Linked DNA regions of Sus scrofa: all the other regions are linked to region 1. Evidence: chromatin contacts called from public Hi-C, HiChIP or PLAC-seq and promoter capture Hi-C data. All regions are on one chromosome and are shown on one strand. The core of a region is the stretch at or near the end of the contact, and the rest is flanking DNA. Distances in the headings are between cores, read along the strand shown. Region 1 holds the start of ARL6IP4 (ADP ribosylation factor like GTPase 6 interacting protein 4). Region 2 holds the start of DDX55 (ATP-dependent RNA helicase DDX55). Region 3 holds the start of ZCCHC8 (zinc finger CCHC-type containing 8). Region 4 holds the start of RSRC2 (arginine/serine-rich coiled-coil protein 2). Region 5 holds the start of SBNO1 (protein strawberry notch homolog 1).

Region 1 (2,552 bases), core at 28-2,527:
TAGAACCAGAGGCTGAGATGGGGATTCCTGTGCAAGTGGTTTAAGGAGGGAATACTCTCAGAAGAAGGGGAACCAGGATAGGGCAGAAGCAGCTGGGCCAAATGTGGTTTCAAGAAGGATCCAGCTTCAGCCCAATCTTATAGGCTCTTTGCAGCATGAATGGTACCACAGTTTGCCCCCAACATCAGTTAACTGGCTTTAAGGTATTTCAGGGTAGGGAGGGGGTGAGTAACTTCCCAGACATCCATCTCCAGTGGCCAAGGGAGTCGTCCAGAGAAGGGCACAGGTGTGAGGTGTCAGCAGCAAATACCACGGCTTGGGGCGAGTACACCTGTCTACAAAGAGGATTTGGGCCAGCCACCTAAGGCATCTTCTGGATGGTACAGAGGGGTTACTGCAGAGGGATTAAAAGCAGGGACTCTGGAGCCAGACTGCCTGGGTTCTAATTCTGATTCGATCACTTCCACCTGTGACTGTGGGTAAGCCGTGTGACCTCTCTGTGCTTTACTTTCCTCACCTGGTGAGTATGGCCTAGAGTTGTTCTGGGGCCTCATGTTTATAAAGTGATTTTTAACAGCCCTGTGTCTGCTGCTATCATCACTACTGAAGAGTTTGCAACTTGGCCCCAAGACTGGATGAGGCATGTAGCTATGTTGAAATCTTGAGTTCTGACTTCTTAAGGGAGTGGGAAGATCTGGGAACACCAGGCCCCAATCCGTACTGCAGAAATCAGCAGGGTCTCAGCTGTCCCCACTCTAGACAGGCCTGTGGTGCTCTTGATCACAGGGTCCCTTCCTCATTCACTGCCATGATCCCTCTGGTCCTTATGGACGTTTGAGTGCGATCTCTGTATTACTGGGTGGGGACGATGGAAAGACCAAAGCTCTGGAGCTCGCAGCGCGTTGCAGTGGACACATCCGAAGACAATCCAGAAAGGAAAAGCGGCGCGCAGTAGGGTCGCCTTCTTCCCTGGGGCGCCAGGGAGTCTGGGGGTGCTGCAGGCGCGCCGAAAGAACAGCGTTGGGAGAAGCACAGCTGCAGCAAAAGGCCTGCAAACTCCAGGACTGGCGCCAGGCTGGAGAGCAGGTCTCTCGTCTCGGAGCTCCACCTGTAGGCGGAAGCCTGGATGCCCAACTCGCCTCTCCCGTGGTGATCGCGCCAGGTTCCGTTTCTTGGGCTGCCACAGAAACGGAACCTGGGGCTTCAGAACTAAAGGCAACCGCGCCTCGCTTCGCAGCCGGACTGTCTCCCGAGCAGCACCCCCAGACCGGAAGTCACCCAGCAGCCACTTCCTTACTCTAAGGCGCGGTGCAGGGCAGGTGGTCCGGCCAAATGGACGGTTGAGGCGGGAGCGGAGCAGCTTCGGAGACTTTCTTTAAGGCGGCAAGGCTGCGGAGGGCGCGGGGTGGAGGGTAGGAGTACGCGGAAAGGAATAAAGAACTCACCTGGCAGCTGAGGAACACTGCCGTTCCTAGGGCTCCTGAACTGGATCGCGCAGGCGTGGAGCGTCCGGGCGGGGGCGGGCCCTTAAAGAGGCCGCTGCGGAGAATCCAGGAGCCCGCCGAGAATCTGGGATACCTGGGGGCGAGGGGCGGGTGCGGGTTGTGCGATTGCATAGATCCCCTCATATCCCTGCCCCGGGTGGTGACGGGTATCGATCCCTAGAGGACCAGGTTCTGAGTAGAGCCGCTCTTGGAACCCAGTCTGCGGACCGGCCCAGGGACCCCCAGTTTAAGCGCGTCTCCCCGCCTCCAGCCCACGGCGCTATGGCTCACGTCGGCTCTCGCAAGCGCTCGAGGAGTCGCAGCCGGTCCCGGGGCAGAGGGTCGGAAAAGAAAAGGAAGAAGAGCAGTAAGGACGCTCCCAGGAGCTGCTCGGCTTCTAGATCCCAAAGCCGCAAAGCCAGCACTACCTCCTCTGGGGCGGAGGGTGAGAACCAGAGGGAATGGGAAAGGGGTGAGGGAACTTCATGGAGGAAGTTGCAGGCAGCTGGGCGGGCTTTTCCGGACTGGCTTTGGGAAAATTGCAGAGAGCACTATTCAAAGGAGGACCCAGAGTGTAGATCCTGGGTATCTGGATTGAAGGATGCTCAGAATCCAGCGGCTGGACCAGCCCATTGAATACTGAGTGAAAGGAGCACTTAATCATATCTTTGGTGCAGCTGGGCGGGAGATGTGGGGGCTGGTTGCCCTGCTCCTGGGTGGTCAGTGACTTGGCAGCCCAGAAAGTGCCTCTCCACAGGGTGCTGATCCCTTTTCTGGAAAGCCCTGCCCGAGGGCTTCATGCCTCTGGGGTCAGCCTGAGCCTGCTACAGGCCAGAGCAAGGGGACGAAGGTTTACTTCTTCCCCTCCTGGCCTTCCAGCCTCACCTTCTCCATGCATCACAGAGAGAAGCAAGCACAAGGCCCGGAGGAGACCACGATCCAGCTCTTCCTCCTCTTCTTCCAGTTCTTCTAGCTCCTCTTCCTCCTCGTCCTCCTCCTCTTCCTCCAGCGATGGCCGGAAGAAGCGGGGGAAGCACAAGGACAAGAAGAGGAAGAAGAAGAAGAAAA
Region 2 (2,552 bases), core at 31-2,530, 500 kb after region 1:
GAACTCCTATATATTAATGATTAATTCACATTTGTTAAATACCAACTTTCTAATCATATTTTCTCAGTAATGATGCCTCATAAAGTTATATTTTCTCAGTAATGATGCCTCATAAATATCTGCATTTTTTGTGTCTGTGAATAAAAAATAGTGATTAGGATATTGAGGATAGTGATTAGGAACCTAATTTTAGGTTTCCCTGTGTGGCTTCTTTAATGGGTCATTGTTTTTTTCTTCTCTTTTTTCTTTCTTTTTTTTTGGGTGTCGGGGAGCTCACCTGTGATGTATGAAGTTTCCCAGGCTAGGGGTCAAATCGGAGCTACAGCTGCTGGCTTACACCACAGCCACAGCAATGCCAGATCTGAGCTGCATCTGCAACCTATACCACAGCTCACAGCAACGGGCAACTCCAGATCCTTAACCCATGGAACAAGGCCGGGGATCAAACCTGCAACCTAATGGTTCCCAGTTGGATTTGTTTCCACTGTGCCACCAGTGGAACTCCTGGTGGGTCATTGCTAACATCTTAAGTATTTTTTTCATTTGGGAAAAAACCCAACTGAGTTATTTTCACTCAATCACTTGGTTTATAGATGTGAAAAATAAGTTTAAAAGGGATTAAATGATTTGCCCAAGGCTCCCAGATGAAGAGTGATTGATGGGACCAGAATCTAGATCTCTGCCTCTAGAAATGGTTCCGCTTCCTCTATTACACTAAGGGCTGCTAGTAATGAAACTACTCTGTCCACCACTGTGTGATGCGCCTGGTGTAATGCTAAGCGCTTTATAAACTCTTGTATCATTTAGTTGTCAAAACCTCCATTATCTTGTGTGGTATTATAATTCTCATGGAAGTGAGAAAGATGCTTAGGAGTTCCCGCCATGGTGCAATGGGTTAAGAACCTGTCTTCGGAGGCTTGGGTTCAACCCCTGGCCTGGGACAGTGAGTTAAAAGACCTTGCGTTGCTGCGCTTGCAGCGACGGTTGCAGCTATGGCTCAGATTCAGTCCCTGGCCTGGGAAGTTCCATATGCCGTGGATGTGACCATTAAAAAAAAAAGGAGTTCCTGTTGTGGCTCAGTGGTTAACGAACCCAACTAGCATCCATGAGGACGAAGATTCCATCCCTAGCCTTGATCAGTGGGTTAGGGATCCAGCATTGCCATGAACTGTGGTGTAGGTTGCAGACTTGTCTCAGATCCCACGTTGCTGTGGCTCTGGTATAGCCTGGTGGCTGCAGCTCCAATTGTACCCTTAGCCTGGGAACCTCCACACGCCTCGGGTTTGGTCCTAAAAAGACAAAAAGATGGGGAAAAGAAAGCTTGGGAAGTGTCCTAGGTCCCTAGATAAAAAATTAGTAAATAGACCTCCCAAATGCAAATTCAGCTATACTCTTTCCCTCTGTCTTTGCTTTCAGACCTGTCCGGAATTCCTATTTTGTCAAACAGTTGTCAAAGGCATTTTGAGGATGTGATGATCACATTAAATGAAAATGTTGCCTCAGGCTTTTCTCTTTCACTTTGTCTAGTTTGAGGTGCCTGAGTACTATTCTCATTTATTCATCCCCAACTGACTGCTGTGTGCTACCAGTTGTAGCCACTGAGATACAGAAAACGGAGAAAAATCCCCATCGTGGGATTCACCTTTTAGTGGGGGAGATTGACCTAATAGGTAAATTATATGGCATATTAATGGTTAAGTGCTATGGGAAAAAAATAAAGTAGGGTAAGTAGTTTTAGTGATTAGGAAGGAAGACTTCACTGAAATGGTATTTGAAAAGTCCTGATGGTTGTCAGGGAACAAGCCAATCCGAAGATACTGGCCCAGCACATAATAACTGGTCAGTAAAAGCTTGCTGACTGACTGTACGTGGAGGAGTCAATCAATCCAGTGCTGAACACAGGAGTAAGATACAAAGTTCGTGTTTAGGTCTTTGACCTAACTTCTTGGAAGTAAATCATTTGTTACACACTAGGCAGTGGATCCCCCATCCACAGCCTCTTTTGCGTATCTGTTAACCCGGGGCTCCGGGAATGGGGTACATTTCCGACTACTCTCTGCAGCCTCATTGGACTCGGTCCTGTCCTTTGGACAGTTATGTCATGCTGCCACCTGCCTCCGACAAGCGGGGAAAGTGTGCAAGCCGAGGCAAAATCCCTCTTCCCAAATGCCTGTTCGGTAGGAAAGACGCCCCGAGCCCAAGTGGCTGCGCTAAACAGATAACACAACTACGGCCCGGCCCTCCTCTGTCCACTTTCATTAGCGGGAGGCCCTCTTTCTCCTCTCTAGCGGCCAGAGCGCCTTTCCTGCCCTCCCGGAACTATGCGACTGCAGCACGGTTCCCGGTCGGCCCAGTTGGCAGCCGGAAGCGGAAGTGCGCCCGGGAGAAGTCCGAGTGGTAGATGCGGTGGCGGAGAGAGCCATGGAGCACGTGACGGAGGGTTCCTGGGAGTCGCTACCCGTGCCGCTGCACCCGCGGGTGTTGGATGTGCTGCAGGAGCTGGGTTTTCCGTACATGACGCCGGTGCAGGTACTCAGCGCGGGCGGTGGGGA
Region 3 (2,552 bases), core at 16-2,515, 380 kb before region 1:
TCTTTCTAAGGCAGGTTCATGCAGTTCAAAAGAGACTAACAGACAACCAAAAACGTTATTCAGACAACGGTGTCCTGTCAGAAGTTAAACAGCCACTCACTAAAGATAATTGTCCAAGTCAGCAGCATCATGATTATTCAAATAAAGTACATGCAGCATAAGACACTGTTAAGGACCTAATAAGCTAGGATGGACTCTGTAAAGATCACTGTAAAATCCTTTCAACTTTCCTGTATTTTGAAATTTCTCATAATAAAATGTTGAGGAAAAAGGCATTATAAAAAATGACCTCTTAAACCTTAAAAGATGATTTACCAACCGCTTTCAGGGATCTTTCCATTAGCAAAACTACCTGAACCAAAGTTATCTGTATGAATAGTAAAACAAAACAAAAACCCTCTAAGAATGTGAAAAAACAGTCACACATCTTGCTAGAAAGGCTGTAAACTAAAGACAAACGGAAACTGATTTGGCGCGTCTTCTCTAAACCTTTGCAATACATCTTCACCACGGAAGCTATTTTAAAGTGGAAGAACTTTAAAATGAATCCTCAATGTTCTTCAAGCAATTAACCATTTTTCTTTCCGCGCTTCGAACCCTTAAGGGCCCCGACTCTACATCCCAGGACCCCTCACTTCTGCCCCACTGGAAAGACAGATCTGCGCCAAAGTCTAAACAGCCGGTATCTCCTAACTATAACACGGCTTCATCAACTTTAGCTGGGCTGCAGAAAATGAAGTCGGGTAGTGATTCCAAAGAGAGGAAGACAAGTGGTGAAGAGCCTACAATTTAACAGTTGAAACTGTCCGAAATAACCCTAAAATCCGGCCCCGGAATTGGGGGGGGGGGGCGGGAGGCGCGAATCAAGTCCAGGAGACGCATCCCACTAAGGGAGAGGTCCCGCGCCGAGGCCTGGGGGACAGTTTACGCAATCTGAACCCTAGATTCTCAGCCTGAGTTCTGGCCCTGGTGGAATTTCCGCCCGCGCTCTTCCCGGCACCGCACCCACCACACGCCCGGGTGACACGGCCCAGCGAGGGGAAGGATATTCTCGGCGCGGAGCTGCTCGACGGTTTCCTCGCACTGCCGAAGCCGTTCCCGGAGCTCCGCGTCGCCGACTCCATTCTCATCCTCCTCGTCGCCGTCGTCTTCCTTGAAGCGGGTGTGAACGGGCTTCGGAATCGACTCCTCGGCGTGGTCAAACGCCTCGAACAGCTCTAGATCGCCAAAATCCACCTCCGCCGCCATTTTGGGCTGTGGGAAAAGACACGAGAAGAGGCGGAGCTGGCCACCCGGCCGGCGGCCAAGGTTGTTGGGCGGCACCGCTCTCCCGGCTCCGGCCGATCTAAGCCACCCAGTAGGGTTTCCTCCTAAACGTAGGCCGCCGGAGCTGCACAAGGGGCGGGCCAGTCCTGTGAGACTACAACTCCCAGAATGCAACGGCGTTTCCTCAGACCCACCTCTGAGATTGCTCCGAAGCATGGCATGCTGGGACATGTGGTTTCTAAGCGACTGTTAACTCATTGTTTGCACTGCATACTGGGATTGGTCCTTTTAAAACGTGAAGAAAGCCCAACTAGATCAAAATGTTACGAGTTGTCCCTGTTATGTATCTAAGGCTGAAAAAAATCAGAGCACGATGCATGGTTTATCACATGTTGTGGTTGCGTGCCAAACTAGAGAATAAGGAACTCCAGCTTTGCCATAGGATACATTTGTAATCTTGGAGAAGCTACTTCAGTTGGTTGGTTTTTTTTTTTTTTTTTTTTTTTTTTTTTCCATGAAGCTCAAGCTTTAGGTTACTTTAGCTTTGTCTGTTGTGGCTTTTGGTGGTTTCTCCTTCAATCACCCATTCATTCAGTAACATTTATTTACCACATTCAGTGTGCCAGGTACTGTTCTAGGAGCTGAGAATGCAAGAGTGAGCAAAATAGGGAGTTCCTCTTGTGGCTCAACAGTAACGAACCCGACTAGCATCCATGAGAATGAGAATGAAAGGTTTGGTCCCTGGCCTTGCTCAGTGGATTAAAGATCCGGCATTTCTGTGGCTGTGGTATAGGCGGCTACAGCCCCAATTCAACTCCTAACCTGGGAATTTCATATGCTGTTAAGTGTGGCCCTAAAAAGAAAAAAAAAAAAAAAAAAAAAAAGGAAAAAAATTCCGTATGAAAAGGCAGAGTGGAGCAAGAGGAGGCCCGGGGTGGAACGTTAATTAGGCCAGTACTCAGAGACCATATTAGGCATATTCATTCTTCCCATCCCCAAATTGGTAAGCATTTTAAACAGGTGGTGTGTCTGTGAGCTACAAATTTACATTTTGATAGGATGGTCCTGATTGCATGGTAGGAAAAGAATTGGTGGCAGTCTAGGAGACAGATGGAATAGATTTTTGTAATAAAATCAACAAATGTTAGATTAGGTAGTGGCAAGTGGTGGAGAGTTGGTATTTAATAGAGGATATTTGAAAAATAAAGAACAGAGATAACTCAAGGGTTATGGGGAAGGAGAGGAAAGGGTTGTGAATTATTTGCCAGGATCTGACTTAACAAACT
Region 4 (2,552 bases), core at 15-2,514, 350 kb before region 1:
GCCAAGCGATTTCAAACTAGTTCTAAATCGGTTAATAAAAAAAGGGGTTCTAAATCAAATCAACTGGGCATGGGAGGAGGGAGGATCTTCCATGATTTCTAAATTCCAGGTACTCCAGTGATTAGGATGAGCTACAAGGTTTTACTTATGCTTCATTTCCAAAAACAAGAAAATACAACTTTTTAGTCAATGGAAAAAGAATACAAAATTCTCGCATTTTTCTTTTAACAGGATAAGTAAAAGGAAGTAATCACACAATAATGTGATCTATCAGGACTGGACATCTTATACCCAAAGAAGGTTTATTTTTCGAAAGTGGTGATTTAAGAACCGTACTCTCCATTTAAAATTAAATGGGCCAATGAAGAACTCTTAAGTTTAAAGTAACAACGTCAGCGACAGGGCTGGATTATGTTTCTCAGACTTCAAAATGACTGCATCGAAAGCCACTTCGGAAACAGAGCATCAATCAGAATTCGTAGTGCCAAAATCTTCTCTTAATTAAATCGAATTTTTACTCCCTTCCAGAAACACGTTATCTAGCTGCTAAGGAATAAACTAAAGTACACAGATGGAACACTAACGGAAATTATGCAACTGGAATCGCCTCCTAGCACTCAGGCAAAAAAGGAAAAAACTAAAAACAAAAACGCTACAAGACCGCTCGCCCCCCACGTTTCTATCCCTTACAGGCACCGCCTTTATGACCCAACACTTTTCACGGACGACTCCAGGTCCCACCGCGAACATATAAATGCCTAAGCCCTAACAAAATTCAATATAAATCACTAGACTAAGCTAAACTGCAGTCAGTTCGGTGGGCCAAAAAGAACACACAGCTGGGAAAGAGATGAGGAAAGTTCTGGAAAAAAAAGACACTCCCTGCGGCTCCCCACCCCCAACGACACCGCCTCACTTCCCCCTCCCTAAAGGAGGCAGCCATGATGGCGGGCGCAGAAGAAGGCCGCGGCGCCATTTTGTCCACACACAAGCTCGGACAACAGCTCTGGGAGCCCTTCATCCCTTCTTCGGACAGTAGCAGAGAAACATCCCTGACTTTAAACTCAGATTCGGCACCTACCGCCATAGTCCACAGTCCTGGCCGCTGGAGCGGCGCCTCCACTTGCCGCTTTCCACAGTACCGGCCGCCTAGACGATTCGCCACAGACTGAATCGCTCGAACGAGAGACCCGGATGGCACAAACGGGCTAAGGCCCGGCGCGTCGCACAGCCTGCTGGGAGGAAAAGGGGTGGTGATGAGTTTCTGTAGCAACGCTGTTCAACGGTGATTGGTTGTTCTTTTGAAGGGGGCGTGTAAGGCCAGGGATGGGGCGGGGCCAAGAACACACCCTAGAATGCAGTTTCCTGGTTCTCGGAACCGGTGGAATTTAGGGTGGGGCGACTTCCTATTTCGATTCTTAAGCAATCTTGGCCTCCGCTGGCTGCCGTAAAAGGGGTTGGGCTTGGTGATCTCCCGCCAATTTAAACCTGTGGGATGGGCCCTGACGCGTCTAGGAGCCGCTGTGGGTGTCCGAAGAGGGGCTGTAAACTTGACTGTTCTTTAGTTTCTTCAATTGCGGGTGAGGAGGGGGAACCGCGCTGTTGTAGCTTGCGGGGGGTGGGCTTATGTTGAAGTAGCAGAGGCCTCAGCTCAGTCCGGGGTGTTTTCCCCACTAGACGCTGGCGGGAGAGAGATTGGGTTCTTGCTGGCCCCGGTGTCCAGCTGAGAGCATTTACGGCCTGAAGGCCTTGCTGAAACTGTTTTTGCCTAATTCGTTCATCTTTTCACCCGGCAGCCAGTGTAATCTCAAATCGTTAATAAAATCACGTTCCTGGTCATCTTTCCCTCCCTAGCACTGAGGATTTAACCCAGTCTTGAGATTGGGGATTCACTTAGCTCCACCTATCTAGTTCCCGCACTTTTCCATTCTTGCTCAGGCCTGGCAGCCGCCCCAAACTCAGTCCATCCTCTGAGCCTTTGCACCGGGCCTGCATCTTTGTTCCCCCTGAGCTTTGCATAGTTGACTTCTTGGTATTAGGGTCTCTGCCCACATGTCTACAGTTGCCAAACAGGTCCTTCTTAGGCGTTCCTCCCCCCCTTCTTTTGTACACTCTTTGTAATTATGCAGTATAATAGTTAACAGCTGGTGTGAATTTGAGTCTACAAATTCGCAGATGAGTATAGCTACATCATCAATTCGCTTTAGGTGACCTTGGCCATTTACTTAGTCCCTGACTCATGTTTCTCAGCTGTAAAGTGGGTTGTTGTGTAGATTAAAAGAGTGATTCATTCACTCTTCATTGCCTACTCAATACCGCAGTATATTTTATTTTTGTATGTCCTTCCTGTGAGAATATAAATTTCATACTGTATTCTCAGCTCCTAGAACAGTGACTGGTATGTATTAGGCATTCAATAAACAGTTGTTGAAAGAGTTGAGTGTGACAGACCTGGGAGGCTGACACTATTTAACTATTTTTACAGAGATAGGACACTGAGACCCATGAAAATTTTCACTCCAACCTTTCCTTCCCATCTCCTCCCAACTACC
Region 5 (2,552 bases), core at 35-2,534, 330 kb after region 1:
CACCAGCGTATACTGGTTTGGGGAACTTTAGATGCTCGTTACGCCAAACGCTCTCAAAGTAAGCAAATCCCGGACCGCCTTTCCCTCCCTATAGATTCTTACTTAGGGTCCAAGAGGCGAGCGAACAAGCTCCAGGCAAAATTAACCTAATCACTGGGTGAAGCGTGAAGGTGGCCCCACGTGTCCCACGTACCGTCCCTACTGCCCTGAGAGCAAGGTAACAAGCAAACCGTAGGTGTGGGGGTCCACATCTTGGGCAACCCTGTCGCCTTCCGCACTCGCCCCGAACCAAAGCAATCCTCCAGCGGAAGACTTTTGAAGGGTTGTGGAGCTCACTTTCCTACGAGTCCGGGACCTCGCATCCCCTGGTCGAGACGGGGGAGCACGGGGGGCGATCCCGGCAGAGCCAGAGCTGGCGTCCGCAAACGCTGCCTCCTCGCCCAAACGGGGTGCCTTCGGTCTGGGACAGCGGGGCCCCAGGAGCCCGACAGCCCCACGCGCGGCGACCGCAGGGCCCGGCGCTGACCGACGGAGGAAGCCAGCGCGTCGGGGCCGCGGCCGGGACCGTGCCTCCGAGGACCCCGGGGCACGCAGCTGAGAGGGCAGCGAGGGGCGCGGGAGGCCCGAAGCCGGGGTGAGGTGGCGGCCCCCCCCAGCCTGGCCCCACACGGCCCCCTGAGGAGGGTGGGAGTGGGAGGCTGTCCGGGAGGAGGAGTGTGGAGACATAAAAGGGCTACAGGGAGGACTTACTTTCCCCACAGGATCTGACGCTGGAACACCTTCTCCCGGGCGGCGACAGCTTGAAGGACCAGAGGCGACTGGAGCGGAGGCGGCGGTGGCGGCGGCAGCAGCAGCGTCCGGCTCTGCCTACCTCCCCGCCGCCATCTTGACGCCCCTCCCCCAACCCCCCCCGCCCCACCGGGAGGGGGTGGGGCGACGGATGAGGCGCCGCGCGCACGCAGCGCGCGCCGCAGGACCCACGTGACTTCCTCCCTCCCCCCCCACCGCAAACCCCAGCCCCTCTCTCCGCCCCGCCTCTCTCCTAGGTGAAGGAAGATGATTTCCCCCCCCATCTTGGCCGCCCCCCGCCTTTTCCGCCAAGCACGGACTCCACCGGCTCCCGCCGACCCTGTACCAGTGGTTGAATCCAAAGGAATTCTGGAACCCAAACGGTCCATTATCGCGGCTCCGGGGTGGGCGAGGGGTGAGGGGGCCGGGTTTCCGAGAAGGGGGAGGGGGGGAAGACGAAGGCCGCCTAGGAGAGTCACGTGTCTACTGCTTCCGCCGGCGTTTGAAAGAATCGCGAGAGTTCGTTTTCCCCTCCTTTTCTCCCTCGCGGCATGTCGGGAGGAAGGTCTGTTCTGGGTTGCCCCGAGCAGGTCAGCCGGTGGGCCGTGCGCATGCGTCCCACACCTGCTTTCAACGTCGGGCAAGGAGGGGCTCGAAGCTGTTTTCGAAACCTTTTTGGTGCGTGGCTATGGCTCAGGAAGTTACCTAGTGGCGTCTTTGTCACTTTGAAAAACTCGTTACCTTAGTTAATTCTAGCAAGAAATTCTCGTAATGATTTCTTGTTAGGCTCTCCTAAAGCACTTTATTCAATGTGAGACCGCAAGGAACTCGGAGCCCCTCTACTGCTCCGACTGCTACAATCATATCCTAATGAGTGAGAGCGCAGTCAGCTCGGTTTCCTTTTTTCTCGCGCACGCACACACACACACACCTGGTAACCTGAACAAACTATTGCTCTGAATTAATGATTGCTGCATATCTGTCGCTACCGCCTCTCACTTCCTTATTTTTGTATTATCCATTATGATGATTATTATTGCTACTACTTTTAAGTGATCTAACAGAATAAACAAATTAACTTCTTGGTAACCCTTTTGTAAAGTCATTCTGAGAATGCTGTTTGAACCCGTTGCTTAGGTAATAGGCACGCCTAGGTGATTCTTGCCCCCTACTGGCGGTCGCTTTGCTGTCGCCTTGAGCTCAAAGCAGACCTAGTCATTCAAACACTTAGTTGTTAAGGTGTGAGCTCTTCAAGAGACAGTAAGGGGCTAGAGGAAAGGAAAAAAAGTAGTCATGGAGAGAATAATTATGAATCTTTCAACTTAGTGTTTTTATACATAAATATGCATTATATATGTATGCATGTAAATAAACATTTTAAAATGCCAACAAATCACTTTGCTACTGTTACTTTGTTTAATCCTCACACGCACATTAAAAACCTATGAAGGTTGGGGGGGGGTAGTTCCTGTGGTGGCTGAGCAGAAATGAATCTGACTAGCATCCATGAGGATGCGGGTTCCAACCCTGGCCTCGCTCAGTGGGTTGGGGATCTGGTGTTGCCATGAACTGTGGTATAGGTCGCAGAGGGAGCTCGAATCCCACATTGCTGTGGCTGTGGTGTAGGCCAGCAGCTACAGCTCAGATTGACCCCTTATAATAATAATAGTTCCATAAGAACAAGGCCTTCATCTGTCTTGTTCCCTACATTCCACTAGCCTGGTTTATGTCTAGTGTAGATGATGGCAAACAAGCAATTACAA

The links. Promoter capture Hi-C pulls out the DNA fragments that hold promoters and counts their contacts. Hi-C and Micro-C count contacts between places; a contact is called where the count stands out from the background. HiChIP or PLAC-seq counts read pairs in DNA pulled down with a chosen protein or histone mark.
Region 2: a Hi-C map of embryonic fibroblasts shows a contact between it and region 1, with 3 times the contacts expected there. The contact joins the promoter of DDX55 here to the promoter of ARL6IP4 in region 1. A contact is called at or near these places in 3 of 47 Hi-C or Micro-C datasets (embryonic fibroblasts, liver and subcutaneous adipose tissue) and 1 of 2 datasets of contacts at active chromatin or transcription factors (alveolar macrophages).
Region 3: a contact with region 1 is called in a promoter capture Hi-C map of liver, with 5 times the contacts expected there. The contact joins the promoter of ZCCHC8 here to the promoter of ARL6IP4 in region 1. A contact is called at or near these places in 1 of 5 promoter capture datasets (liver) and 2 of 47 Hi-C or Micro-C datasets (both in liver).
Region 4: a contact with region 1 is called in an H3K27ac HiChIP or PLAC-seq map of alveolar macrophages. The contact joins the promoter of RSRC2 here to the promoter of ARL6IP4 in region 1. A contact is called at or near these places in 1 of 5 promoter capture datasets (liver), 2 of 47 Hi-C or Micro-C datasets (embryonic fibroblasts and liver) and 1 of 2 datasets of contacts at active chromatin or transcription factors (alveolar macrophages).
Region 5: a contact with region 1 is called in a promoter capture Hi-C map of liver, with 5 times the contacts expected there. The contact joins the promoter of SBNO1 here to the promoter of ARL6IP4 in region 1. A contact is called at or near these places in 2 of 5 promoter capture datasets (fetal liver and liver), 3 of 47 Hi-C or Micro-C datasets (embryonic fibroblasts, heart right ventricle and liver) and 1 of 2 datasets of contacts at active chromatin or transcription factors (alveolar macrophages).

Annotation. Positions count from the first base shown.
Region 1 is chr14:29,887,195-29,889,746 of Sscrofa11.1, reverse strand. ARL6IP4 (ADP ribosylation factor like GTPase 6 interacting protein 4) reads left to right here and starts at 1,277. Exons shown (of 5, transcript NR_033706.1): 1 at 1,277-1,929; 2 at 2,449-2,552.
Region 2 is chr14:29,387,513-29,390,064 of Sscrofa11.1, reverse strand. It overlaps DDX55 (ATP-dependent RNA helicase DDX55), which reads left to right and starts at 1,280. Exons shown (of 13, transcript XM_003359086.4): 1 at 1,280-2,529. The coding sequence starts at 2,422.
Region 3 is chr14:30,263,236-30,265,787 of Sscrofa11.1, reverse strand. ZCCHC8 (zinc finger CCHC-type containing 8) reads right to left here and starts at 1,265. Exons shown (of 15, transcript NM_001190154.1): 1 at 1,050-1,265. The coding sequence starts at 1,248.
Region 4 is chr14:30,240,775-30,243,326 of Sscrofa11.1, reverse strand. RSRC2 (arginine/serine-rich coiled-coil protein 2) reads right to left here and starts at 1,264. Exons shown (of 10, transcript XM_013982805.2): 1 at 1,082-1,264. The coding sequence starts at 1,087. It overlaps KNTC1 (kinetochore-associated protein 1), which reads left to right and starts at 1,339. Exons shown (of 65, transcript XR_002338925.1): 1 at 1,339-1,580.
Region 5 is chr14:29,557,835-29,560,386 of Sscrofa11.1, reverse strand. SBNO1 (protein strawberry notch homolog 1) reads right to left here and starts at 1,284. Exons shown (of 31, transcript XM_021073996.1): 1 at 751-1,284.